2 separate regions of the Zea mays genome follow, and region 2 is linked to region 1. A link is a contact called in public Hi-C data. All regions are on one chromosome and are shown on one strand. The core of a region is the stretch at or near the end of the contact, and the rest is flanking DNA. Distances in the headings are between cores, read along the strand shown. Region 1 holds the start of LOC100285081. Region 2 holds the start of LOC103651026 (fasciclin-like arabinogalactan protein 4).

Region 1 (6,420 bases), core at 1,070-3,569:
TATATAAAACTAAGACCAAAGTCGACGGGAGTCTCGACAGATACAAGGCACGTCTGGTGGCAAAAGGATTTAAACAACGGTATGGGATAGATTATGAAGAAACTTTCAGTCCCATTGTCAAACTAACCACTATCAGAATTATATTATCCCTAGCAATGTCTAGAGGGTGGAGTTTCAGACAGTTAGATGTTCAAAATGCCTTTTTGCATGGAAAACTAGAAGAAGTTTATGTTCGACAGCCCCCGAGGCCCGAGCTATGAGGATAAAACAAGACCAGAATATGTTTGTAAATTAGACAAAGCTTTATACGGTTTAAAACAGGCCGTCAGGCTCCAAGGGCCTGGTATGCAAGATTGAGCTCTAAACTGTTAAAACTTGGGTTCAAGGTGTCAAAGGTGGATCATTCTCTATTTTATTTCAGTAGCAAAGGTGTTAGCATATCATTCTAGTCTATGTTGATGATATTATAGTGGCTAGCTTTACACCTAATGATGTTACCTCTCTTCTGAAAAAGTTGAATCATGAGTTTGCCTTGAAAGATCTAGGAGAGCTTCATTATTTTCTTGGCATTGAAGTGACTAAAGTTAATGACGGAATAGTCTTGACACAAGAAAAATATGCCAATGACTTGATAAAGAGGTTGAGAATGGCAAACTGTAAGCCAATGAACACACCTTTGTCACCAAGTGAAAAACTGTGTTTAGATGGAACAACCCTTGGTCCACGTGATTCTATTCTACATACTACTGAAGTGTAGTAGGTGCTCTCCAGTACTTGACTTGACCCTCACAAGACCAGATATATCGTTTGCTGTGAATAAAGTTTGTCAATATTTACATGCACCTACCACTGAACATTGGGCAGCAGTAAAAAGGATCCGAAGGTATTTGAAGTCAAGCACAAAACTTGGGTTGAAGATTTGCAAGTCTAACTCCCTTTTGCTCAGTGCTTTTTCTGATGCTGATTGGGCAGGTTGTTTGGATAACAGACGTTCTACGGGTGGTTTTGCTGTCTTCCTAGGCACCAATTTGATATCATGGAGTGCACGCAAGCAACCAACTGTTTCTAGATCAAGCACAGAGGCAGAGTACAAGGTGATAGGCAATGCAACTGCAGAAGTAATGTGGGTACAAATATTGTTACGAGAAATTGGAGTTCAATGTCCTCAAGAAGCAAAACTATGGTGTGATAATATAGGTGCCAAATATATGCCATCCAATCCAGTTTTCCATGCACGAACCAAACAAATTGAAGTAGACTATCATTTTGTTAGAGAAAGAGTGGCTCGAAACTTCGAAAGTTATTGCAGATAGAGTTTGTACCATCAGGAGATCAAGTAGCTGTTGGATTTACTAAACCTCTTCATGTGCGATACTTTGAGAATTTCAAACACAACCTTAACCTAGCTCAGTTATAATTGAGGGGGAGTGTTAAGATAGGCTTTAAACTCTGCTATGTAACCGGAGGTTGTTGAGAATATAAAGCAACCTTCGGAGATACGGGTGCTCAGTAGATGAGGTTTATATGTAATCTGATATGTACTTATCCGAGAGCTGTGTTTGCTCTATATAAACACGTAACCACGCCGAGGCAAAGGTATGTGGTTCAAGCCAAATACTTCCGCTTCCTCTGATCACTTTCAGTTCCGAGCTCCAATAGACAACATTCCTAGCAGCGAATGTTTCTCAAAAGTAAGAGAAACGCCAATCACATCTCACACCAGGCGAATTACCAACGAGAGAACCAATCCATATAATGATCGTTCTTCCCACTCAGACCACCCACCGCTCTAGGGCACAACATGTGTAAGCATCCAAACAAGGCAAACCAAACGGTACTATTCAACGGTTAAGAGCCCAGATCCCTCTCCGGATATGAGCTGCTGCGGGCAAAGGCCTCACCTCAGAACGGAGATGCAATTCCCGGAGCTTGACACCGGCGGCGACGTCCCCGCCCGCTCTCCGCCGCCACAGCTGCTGCCATCCGACACGGACGAGCTCGAAGCCGCCAGTGGCTGCCGATTCTCCACGCACCCCTCCTGCATCACCTCCGCCATCGCCCTCATCACCGCCCCAACCTAAAACCACAAAATCGCCACACAAAAAACGAACTTCAGATCAAATTCCCCACGGCAATCACCCCTCCTCCAAAAAAAAAAAGATCGAACGAAACAACGGCTTACGAATCTAGCGGATCCCAGATCGAACAGAGGGGTTATAGAATTGGGGCTCCCAGCGGCGAATCGGCGCCAGAGGAGGCAGCACCGCGGGAGATGGCGCGAAGGGAGGGAGGTTAGTCCTGAAACCCTAGAAGTTAGTATAAAAAAGTAAGCTTTCGTTTCGGGGAAGTTGAAGAGGGAGACCGGAGACGATGCTTTCAAAAAAAAACCTCTCGCCCGTGAGAAGGTCAGTGATGAGCGCGGAGGAACGGAAGAATAAATTATCGCGGCCTTATTTAACTAATTGAACCCTAAAGTATAACTTTATTGCTAATACTATACTTCGGCAAAAGAAATGCGAAAATAGGCATGGTCATGTTTCCGTTATAAATAATATTGAAACCTATTTGATACAAAGGCTGTTGTTTATATACAGCTAAAATTAGTTTGAATTAATTTTAGTACATCTATAAAAATAATAGACAAACTAAATTTTAAATGTCTTTGATTAGTTATTATACAACTAGCTAGCCATATCTAATATGCGCTTAAGAGCATGTACAACCTAATTAATTGAGAGGTTTCGCGAATAACCTGTCTCTATACGACTCTTCATAGAAGTTGTGTATTAATTACATTTATTATCTAAATACTTAGAATTTTATTGAAAAAACCGTTTCAAATGTTCAGTGTTGTACATGCGCTAAAAGGTCATAAATGTGGTTACAAAAGTCACCAGAGTCGCTTCCATCTTTGTTCAAGAAATCAAGAGGATTTAAAACGTTCGAATATCATCATACAATTGCATGTCCAGAGTAACATAAACGACCGTGAGGTAGAGACATACATCATTTTTGTGATTTGACAAAGGTAAGGGGTGTAATAGAGAAATCTCTACTACTATTAAGGCTGCAAGAGTAGTCGGCCAATCTCATGTTCTGCCACCATTCCCGTTCTGCCATTCCCATGTCTGTCATTCCTATTCACTTCTCCCGTAAAGCTCATTCACATTCCCCATGTTTGTCATTCCTATTCTCTTCTCCCGCAAAGCTCATTCCCATTCCCCCGCACAGTCCACGTTTAGCTAAAATTAAAAAAAACACATATGTCCTCAAAAGGATTTGAACCCATGACCTCTCAAGCAAAGGCCAAGAGTAGCTACCGCTACACCACATATATGTTTATGTCTACATCTAAGACAGGAAACACATCTACTATATCTCTCATCAAGCTCACTTGCTACCCTTGCACAATGCGTAGTAGTAGATAAGTATCACCGAGATTCTTGAATTAGATTTTTGGATGGAGGTAATATTATTTAAAGAAGAGCTTTGCATGCAATTTCTTTTGTTTGAATAATGTATTATACTTAAATTCCCTTTTTTTGCATGCGTGACATTTTTCTTCGTAATATTTTTTCCATAGATCAGACTTGTGAGTCATTTTCATAAACCAACGCCAAGCATGAATCCATGTTTCTTACTTGAAACTCCGAACAAACACCATGAGCAGGAGGCACTCACGTTGGCGTCGCTCATCAATGACGAGAAGAAGTTTGGCGACTGTCAGTTCGACCTCTAGAAGCAGTCCTACGTGGTCGCATGCGCCGCTGTGTACGACAAGCTCCCGCGAAGCCACCACTTGGACGCGGTCCAGAGCAGCTGCACCGCGTTGTCCATCGTTAAGCAGGGGCCTCATGGTTGTCGCCAACATTGACGACTCTCGGGTTGTTCTGGACACCGCATCCGACGACGACGCCATCACGTCGTCTAGCTCATCGTCCACCTGAAGCCCAACCTACCACGTAAGTCACTACTGACCGGACATGAATTCTTGTGCGCTGGGACGATGGACGTTGCTGACGTTGTGTGAGTGTCCTCGAACATGATGTATGTAGTGGAGTAGCGCATCTGATGGTGCAACGACCAGGGGTACTACCTCGCTGATGAGCCTGAGGTGCACTTCGTTTGGCAGCCCAACCAAGAGTCGTCGGTACTCGTCATGTCACGCGCGTTCGACGACTACTATATCGAGGATTGTGGCGTCATCTTAGCGTCGGAGGTGACGCAGAGGAGGATCGACAACAGTGACCAGTTCGTCATCCTCGCCACTGTTAGGGTAGCTTTTGTGCCGACCTGCCTTTAATTCTCTTCATAAACACACACTTACCTTTTTGTTTAAGCAAGAGCGTATGGTGGTGCGTGTCTGATGACTAATGATGTACGAGAAAATTTCTTCCAGCATGTGTGGAACGTGCTCTTTAATGATGAGACCATACAAATCGTGGCATATATCGAAGTCTGCATGATACTGATGGTTGCAATGTAGTGGTGAAACAACTAGATTAAAATAACAAAATTTATGTATGACTAGGATCACAAATTTATTATGAAACATTTTCTCATAACAATATAACACATATTTTGTATATAAGTTATCGTAGTATACTGGTATTATATATTACCGTTGCAACGCACGGGCACTCAGCTAGTAAAATGAAATGTACGACGGACGCCATATTCTGATGACAGCGGCATTATCGTGCCAACCTGGATCATAAAAGGCGGCGGTTGTTGTGTTTGTTTTTAAAGGCCACGTTGCGGTCTTGCCTTGCGGTTCAGGAGTTTGAACCCTAACGGTTCTCCGTCTTGTTTGCTGGTGCGATGGACCGAACTTAACACATGATATACTTATTGATTCAGTCGTTCTCCAATAAATATCAATATTTCTAATTCCAATCCTTAATTTTAAAAAATAAAAAGTCGTTCTCCAGCAGAACTCTATCTATCTTTATGCGCACGTAAAAGCCCTCCTCGTATGCGAAGATTTCCACCAGCGCACATCCCCAATCGTATTTTTTCCACGTTTTCGGGCAAGGCCTTCCAGCCTCCTTCACGCATGCCCTGTAAAGCTGGGCCATTTGAGAGAGAACATCGATTCTCATGCACACCATTTATTTGGAGTATTTGTCTCATGTAGACGGACTACTTATTTTTAGGGAAATAAAAGGAAGCTGTTGGAGTATAGACGTTTTTATGTACTAAAGTTTTTAGGAAGATCCCAATCCATAATTATTGAGAGATTAATTAAAAAAGTTATTGAAGATGCTCTTAGACCGTCTCTAGCAATTCACCATGTGGTCACACAAATCACTATTTTGCATTGTATACTACATTGTTCGCATAGTGTAGTTTGAATATGGAGATAGGATGGTTAAACTGCTGAAGATAATCTTAGACTGTGTTCAACAGGTTACTCATATGGTTAACTAAAATATTATTTTGTATTGTAGACTGCATTGTTCGCAGAGTAAAGTTTGAAATAAAAGATGAGATGCAAAATAGGATGGTAAAGTGTTGAAGATAATCTTATTCCAATTTTTCACGATGTTCAATCTCAATCTCGTCTAACATCTTTACACCAGTGATGTCTAGTGCCAAGTCCACTAAGTACTTGTACTCCCAAACATGCACAACCAAATAGAAAGTGGAAAGCTAGTAATGCAATTCAAAACTCCCCAAGTCTCCCCTAAATCCAGTTTTTTAGAAAAACACAAAAACGTGTCTCCAACAGTTCCCCTAAAGCGCTCCGAAGTTTTTCATAGTCCTTAAACTCCCTCATTTGTAGCTACATATGCGGAGTTTTTTGGGTTCCCCAAAAACAATTTATCGCTTTAAGTGATCTGTTAGAGAAAGGATTAAAATCTACCCCACGAATTATTTAGATGTCCCTTAAAACTGATTTTGGGAGTCATTTTTTAGGACCTCTTGGAGATGCTCCAACAGCGTGCACTAAATTTTATTCCCTAAAAATATTTCATGGCTTTTACAGAACACTCTAAAAGATTTTGTCCTTTATATCTTCTCAGTCTTCAGCAATGTCCCAAAAATTCGGTCATCTAAAGTTACAGTGTTAACAAACTTTTTTCCATTGATTTAGCTTTTTTTTATTTTATTTGCATTACACGCCACAAAAATGATGCGCAACATAGTATATTTAATTAATATGCAATTACTATTTTCCGAAATAAAGCGTGACTAACATAATAATAATTTGGTTTTTCCATATTGTAAATATTAATAACCACTTAAAGTGATTTTTTGTGTAATTGTTGTCGGTAAAACGTCACATAGTTTTAAGTAGGCTGAAAATCTGTTTCAAGATACACTATGTCACACCCGGATTTTAGGGATCCAAAACCCGGGCGCGAACATAATCACCAGGTGTGCTGGGACCAAGTCTCACACATATGATGATTCATG
Region 2 (5,778 bases), core at 1,383-3,882, 150 kb after region 1:
AGGCAAATGGGCCGGTATTGTTTGATGCTACTGGCATCCCTGATCTTGGGGATGAGCATGATTACTCCGAAGTTCAACCGTTGCATGTCTACTTCTGCTTCGTGGAAATCCTTGAACATCTTATAAATGTCCTCTTTAATGATATGCCAAAAGTTTTTGAAGAAATCACCTCCAAATCCATTTGGACCTGGTGCTGCGTCAACTTCCAAATTTTCAATGACTTGAAAGATCTCTTCTTTAAAGGGTTTTGCAAGGGAGTTCAAATCCTCAATGCTAAGCCTCGGCCGCCTGTTCCAGAAATTTTCCTTTAACTTCATGTTACAAGAGGCGTTCGGACCAAACAAAAGTTTGTAAATAACTGCATTTATTTGTTTTACTGACCTTTTCTTTTGAGTATTTACTCAAACAACGCATGTCTGCAGAACTTCTCCTCAAGGATGGCAGCTATTGACTACAGTGTCTGTGTTCATAGTGAGGTTTTTGTGACCACACAAGGTGGAAATTTTCCTCATTTTCTTATTGGGCATAGAAGATACTTGTATGGTGGCCATGCGAAGACAATTAAGCCCGATAAAAGAAGATTGGCTATACTCTTTGATAGTCCACGTATTGGGTATGTTCAGTGCCCTTATATTCAGTGCCATACTCATTATTAGACATTTGTTTATCTTTATCTTCAGTGCCATACTCATTATTAGAGGTTTGGTTATCTTTATCTTCAGTGCCGTTATATTCTCAACTCTCAAACATGAAATTTTCAGCTTGTTAATATCAGTTTTGGTTGTGTGCAGATGGAAGTCACTGAAACGTCAATTGTTCAATATGAGAGCACATAGTGACGTGAAGGGTATTGAAATAAAAAGAGCAAATGAATCTGTATACACCTTTCCATGCCCTGATTGCATGTGCCGTTCAAACAAATGAGAAACTCCAAATCCATCATGGCCAGATAGCATCTAAAAGTTGTATCTTGACTCACTGACCCCATTTCTTTCTCAGTGTCACGGCATACCCACCCACTCCTTAATCTTCATATGCAGTGTGGTGGTGAGATGTTCCATGTCCTCTAAGCATCCCGACTGAGATATATTGAATCTTTACATTTAACCCTGGCACTAACAATACACTGATCCATGTCTAGAATGTATGTAACCATATCTAGGGCTATTCCTTAACAGCCAGTGTTAATCTGTTTGTGTAGTACTAAGATCCCTTGTCCTCCTTGTACATTGATGAACCATGAAGAAATTGTCATACACAATTTTGTAGCAAGACGAATATTGTTTATTTTGCCTTTTTTTTACTAATTTCTCAAGTATACTATCTCAATGATTTGTCCTTTTGTTTGTTACTTATTTAATGTATTACATGTTTTTACTTGCCTTTTGTTGTTACTTGGTTGGATACTAAGCAATCACTATCAGTTCAAAGATGGAAGCCGCCTAAAAGTAAGTGGCATACTATTAGATTCTTGCTCTCTTGATGTTACTGGAAAAACAAGCGGGGTATGTTAGTGCATTGCGTTTCTAGTGATATATTGTCAGAATGATCAAGTACATCATGGGAAAGGTAATGTGGTCTCTTCATGTCATTGTGCTCGTTGGTTGAGTTTATTGTGTGGGAACCACAATATTGTTAACATCGGTGATCTGAAGCAGGTTTTACGATCAGGGGGGATGGTCTTTCATCTTCATACACGCCATCATCCTTCATCCAGCATTTGGAAAAGAAAGCTGGTGTGCTGAGAACAAAATTTCCTCGTGAAATCACTTGTGCATGGAGCTGAGTTCCTCGCTTGCTTGTTTGTTCTTGATTGCGATGGTACATCTTTTGCCACGGTGCTTTTACGATTGGATCAAGGTTTCCCCCCTAACTAAAGTAATCATTCTAGAGGCATACTCGTACAGTCGTACCACCTTCACACTTACAGTTGGCCTAATTTGGACACTGGCATGTCAATTAAAGCGGTAGAAAAATTCTAGATAAACGGGATCCGAGCATGATATTTTGGGATATAGGGTCAGGTGGGTTCCTATGTAACGTTTTGCTGTTTAGATTGTGTCAGCGCATCTGATGTAAGGTTTCCGCGAAGTTGGGAATTTGCCTAAGCAACCAAAGCGGTGGAGTCTAAGGCTCTGTTCGTTTAGTCCAGATTGGAGGCCGGAACCATTCCAACTTATCAAGCTAATACAAATTTGTGAACTACTCTAATCCGGAACCAATCCAGTAAAGCATTCCGGAAGAACCGAACGGGCACTAAGAGAAGAACCAAGGCACACGTGACAACTGACGAGACCAACATCATGGTAGAAACTTTGCAAAAGCCTGGCGGGCTGGGAGCTGGTGTAGTTGCTACAGTCCAAGTCACTACACACCCACGCCATTATTCCCACACCTCAACCTCAAGTCACATTCAGACAGCAAAGAAAACCTCAAGCAGAGAACCGTGATTCCGTGAACCACCGTAGAGGAAAGGCGAGGGGGAGAAAAGACCAAAATATTCCCCTCTCATCAGGCAACCCCCGTTTCTTCTCTTCCCCTCGTGGCCTCGTCGTCGTCATCTGTCTGCTCCTCGCTCCTCACTCGTCACTCCCCTCACTCCCCGTTCCACTGCTCCTCCACTGGCGGCGAGATGGCGAGAGGCTTGGGGGCCGCTCCCGTCTCGTCGTGCCTCGCGCTCGGGGCAGCGGCGGCGGTGCTGCTCGTGGCGGCGGCGCTGCCTTCCCCGGCATCTGGAGTCGACGTGACGGCCGTGCTCTCGGCGTTTCCCAACTTCGCGGACTTTGCGCGTCTGCTGGCATCCACCCCCGTGGCCAGCGAGCTGTCCGGGAGGTCGTCCCTGACGCTCCTGGCCGTGCCGAATGCCAACCTGCCGCAGTCACCCTCGGCTTTCGTAGCTAGCGCTGGCGCCGACATTGCCGACGTGCTGAGGTATCACGTTCTGCTGGAGTACCTCTTCCCGTTCGACCTCGCCCGCCTCTCTCCCTCCGGGAAGCTCGTGACGACGCTGTTTCAAACCACGGGCCGCGCGCCCTCCGACTTCGGCGCCGTCAACCTCACCGTGGGGGGCAACTCCACTGTCGTGGTCCGCTCTCCGGCGCCGTCCCCGGGATCGAATGCCACAGTCCTCGGCGCCGTGACCGCGGTTCCATACAATCTCAGCGTGCTCGCGGTGGGTGGCCTTATCATACCTTCCGGATTCGACCTCGCCGCCTCTGAGAGCCGCCCGCCACCGCCGGTGAACATCACCCGGGTTCTCACCGACGCGCGGGGGTTCAACGTTGCGGCCTCCATGTTGCAGGCCTCCGGTGTAGCGAGTGAGTTTGAGGCCGACGAGCACAGTGCTGGCATCACCGTCTTCGTCCCCACCGACGACGCCTTTGCCGGCCTCCCCGCCACCGACCGCCTCCAGTCCCTACCCGCTGAGCGCAAGGCCGTCGTGCTCCGCTTCCATGTGCTGCACTCTTACTACCCGCTGGGCTCCCTCGAGTCCATCGTGAACCCCGTCCAGCCCACTCTCGCCACAGAGCACACCGAGGCTGGCCACTTCACCCTAAACATAACGAGAATTTTGCAAACATGGCACCGGCTACGACGGGCTTCAGAAATTTGGCACCGCCATCGTGGCAATTGAATTCGTAGCATTATAATCCTACACGGTTTAAAAATTTAGCATCGGTCTCTCTAAATGGCCATTAGCACATTTCTTCTTCCCGTTTTGCCCTCGCGCCGTTTCTTCCCTGGGCGTGTCTCCCTCCGCCACGCCTTCTTCGACCTCGTTTTGCCCTCGCGTCGCGCCCACCCCGCTCGTCGCCTACCGCCGCAGGGGGCCCCGGCGGGACCTCGCCGTCGACCCGGCCGCGGCGCGCGCCGCGCTCGTCACCTGCGGGGGCCTCTGCCCGGGGCTCAACACCGTGCTGAGGGAGCTCGTCGTCGGGCTCCAGGAGCTCTACGGCGTCCGCCACGTCCTCCACGCTCATCGACGCCTGGGGGGAGCGCTTCGTGGCGCTGGACCGGGGCAGCCTCCGCCACCCGCAGTGGCAGGAGGTCGCCGAGGTCGTCTCCTCTCGCGACAGCTACTCCAAGGCGCCCAAATCCGACGTCCAGTGCAAGAACCGCATCGACACGCTCAAGAAGAAGTACAAGGTCGAGAAGGCCAAGCACGACTCCGACTGGCGCTACTTCGACCGCCTCGACGACCTGCTCGCTCCCGTGCTGCTCAAGCCCAATTCTTCTTCTTCCTCGGCTGCTGCTGCTACGGCGGCGGCGGCAGCCCGGAGCGCCGGGCCCATGGTCCCTCCGCGCATCAACTTCCCGCAGCGCACCCGCACGCCCCTCCACTCCTCCGCGGGGGCAAAGTGGAGGATGCCGTCGCCGTTGCCCCAGCCGTCGGCGTCGTCCGACTCCTCCGACGGGTTCCCGCCGTCCGCGGTGGCGAACGGCAAGAGGCAGCGCGTGGAGGAGCCCGCCGCCGCCGCCGCGGACAACGGCGCGGAGAGCAGCGTCAGCCGCGCGCAGGGTCTGCGCGAGCTGGCGCAAGCGATCCGGCGGCTAGGGGAGGTGTACGAGCGCGTGGAGAGCGCCAAGAGGGATCAGGAGCTCCGGATGGAGCGGGAGCGCCTGGACTCCGCCCGGCAGCTGGAGGAGCAGCGCGTGCAGTTCTCCACTAGCATGCCCCGCAGCAGTCGCATTACCAGAACAGCACAAGCCCCACCGGGGGCGATGACAACGGCAGCGACTCGGACAAGGAAGCTCAGGAGGATGCGGAAGACGAAGAGGAAGAGAGCCAGTGATTGCTCTCCTCTTCAGCAATGGAATGGTAACTCAACACAAAAAAGTGGAGAACGCGAGGGCAAAACAAGGTCGAAGAAGGCGTGGCGGAGGGAGACACACCCAGGGAAGAAACGGCGCGAGGGCAAAACGAGAAAAGAAATATGCTAATGACCATTTAGAGAGACCGATGCTAAATTTTCAAACCGTGTAAGATTATAATGCTACGAATTCAATTGCCACGATGGTGGTGCCAAGTTTCTGAAGCCCGCCGTAGCCGGTGCCATGTTTGCAAAATTCTCAAACATAACCCGTGTCAATGGCTCCATCGCCATTGACACAGGCATCGTGCAGGCATCCATCACCCGTACAGTGTTCGACCAAAATCCTGTGGCAGTCTTTGCCGTCTCCAAGGTTCTACTGCCCAAGGAAATGTTCGGTCGCGGCGATTCTGGCAACACTGCCATGGCACCACCTTCAGTTGCGATGGCACCCCGCGACGCCGGGAGCGAGAAGACACCACAGACAAGGCTCTCATCCCCGCCTGACCTCCACAGCGAAGATAGCGAGTCATCAGCTTCCTTGCTGACAGCAAAGGGGACTTGGTGGTGTATAGGACTCATGTATCTACAGCTGCATCTATTACTATCTCTGGTATGAGATTCTGGTCGTGCTTGTTGCTTGCTTCCTTGTGCTCAGTTTTTGTACTTTTTACTCTCTAGAATGTCTACACCAGGAAAAGGACGGATTGGGGAGAGAATTCCTTAGATGCAAAGTAGCAAAATAGTTGCTTCACCTGATTATTCTATCTTTTCATTTTGCCATGTGGCAAATGGAAATAATATCATGCATACAAATCTGTGCAGTCCTTTTGCTCCAAAATGAATAGTATTTTCTATTTTGAGCATCCTTCTCTTTTTATTTGTGCTTGAACTCAACTTTAGCGGTTAAAGTGGGGGCATTTTGCATCAGGTTAGATTTGAAGGAGTGAATTCGATAGAGCCCCTG

What was found. A called contact is a pair of places that touch in the nucleus more often than the background predicts.
Region 2: a contact with region 1 is called in a Hi-C map of tassel, with 2.0 times the contacts expected there. The contact joins the promoter of LOC103651026 here to the promoter of LOC100285081 in region 1. A contact is called at or near these places in 5 of 25 Hi-C or Micro-C datasets (ear, leaf and tassel).

The regions. Positions count from the first base shown.
Region 1 is chr3:185,915,217-185,921,636 of Zm-B73-REFERENCE-NAM-5.0, forward strand. It overlaps LOC100285081, which reads right to left and starts at 2,320. Exons shown (of 9, transcript NM_001157976.1): 1 at 2,183-2,320; 2 at 1,902-2,077. The coding sequence starts at 2,065.
Region 2 is chr3:186,064,185-186,069,962 of Zm-B73-REFERENCE-NAM-5.0, forward strand. LOC103651026 (fasciclin-like arabinogalactan protein 4) reads left to right here and starts at 2,633. Exons shown (of 2, transcript XM_008676618.4): 1 at 2,633-3,559; 2 at 5,077-5,778. The coding sequence starts at 2,633. The coding sequence ends at 5,430. It overlaps LOC111591136 (trihelix transcription factor ASIL2-like), which reads left to right and starts at 3,689. Exons shown (of 3, transcript XM_023302026.2): 1 at 3,689-3,809; 2 at 3,923-4,660; 3 at 4,663-4,793. The coding sequence starts at 3,689. The coding sequence ends at 4,793. LOC103651025 (O-fucosyltransferase family protein) reads left to right here. Exons shown (of 10, transcript NM_001330525.1): 9 at 423-613; 10 at 792-1,377. The coding sequence ends at 924.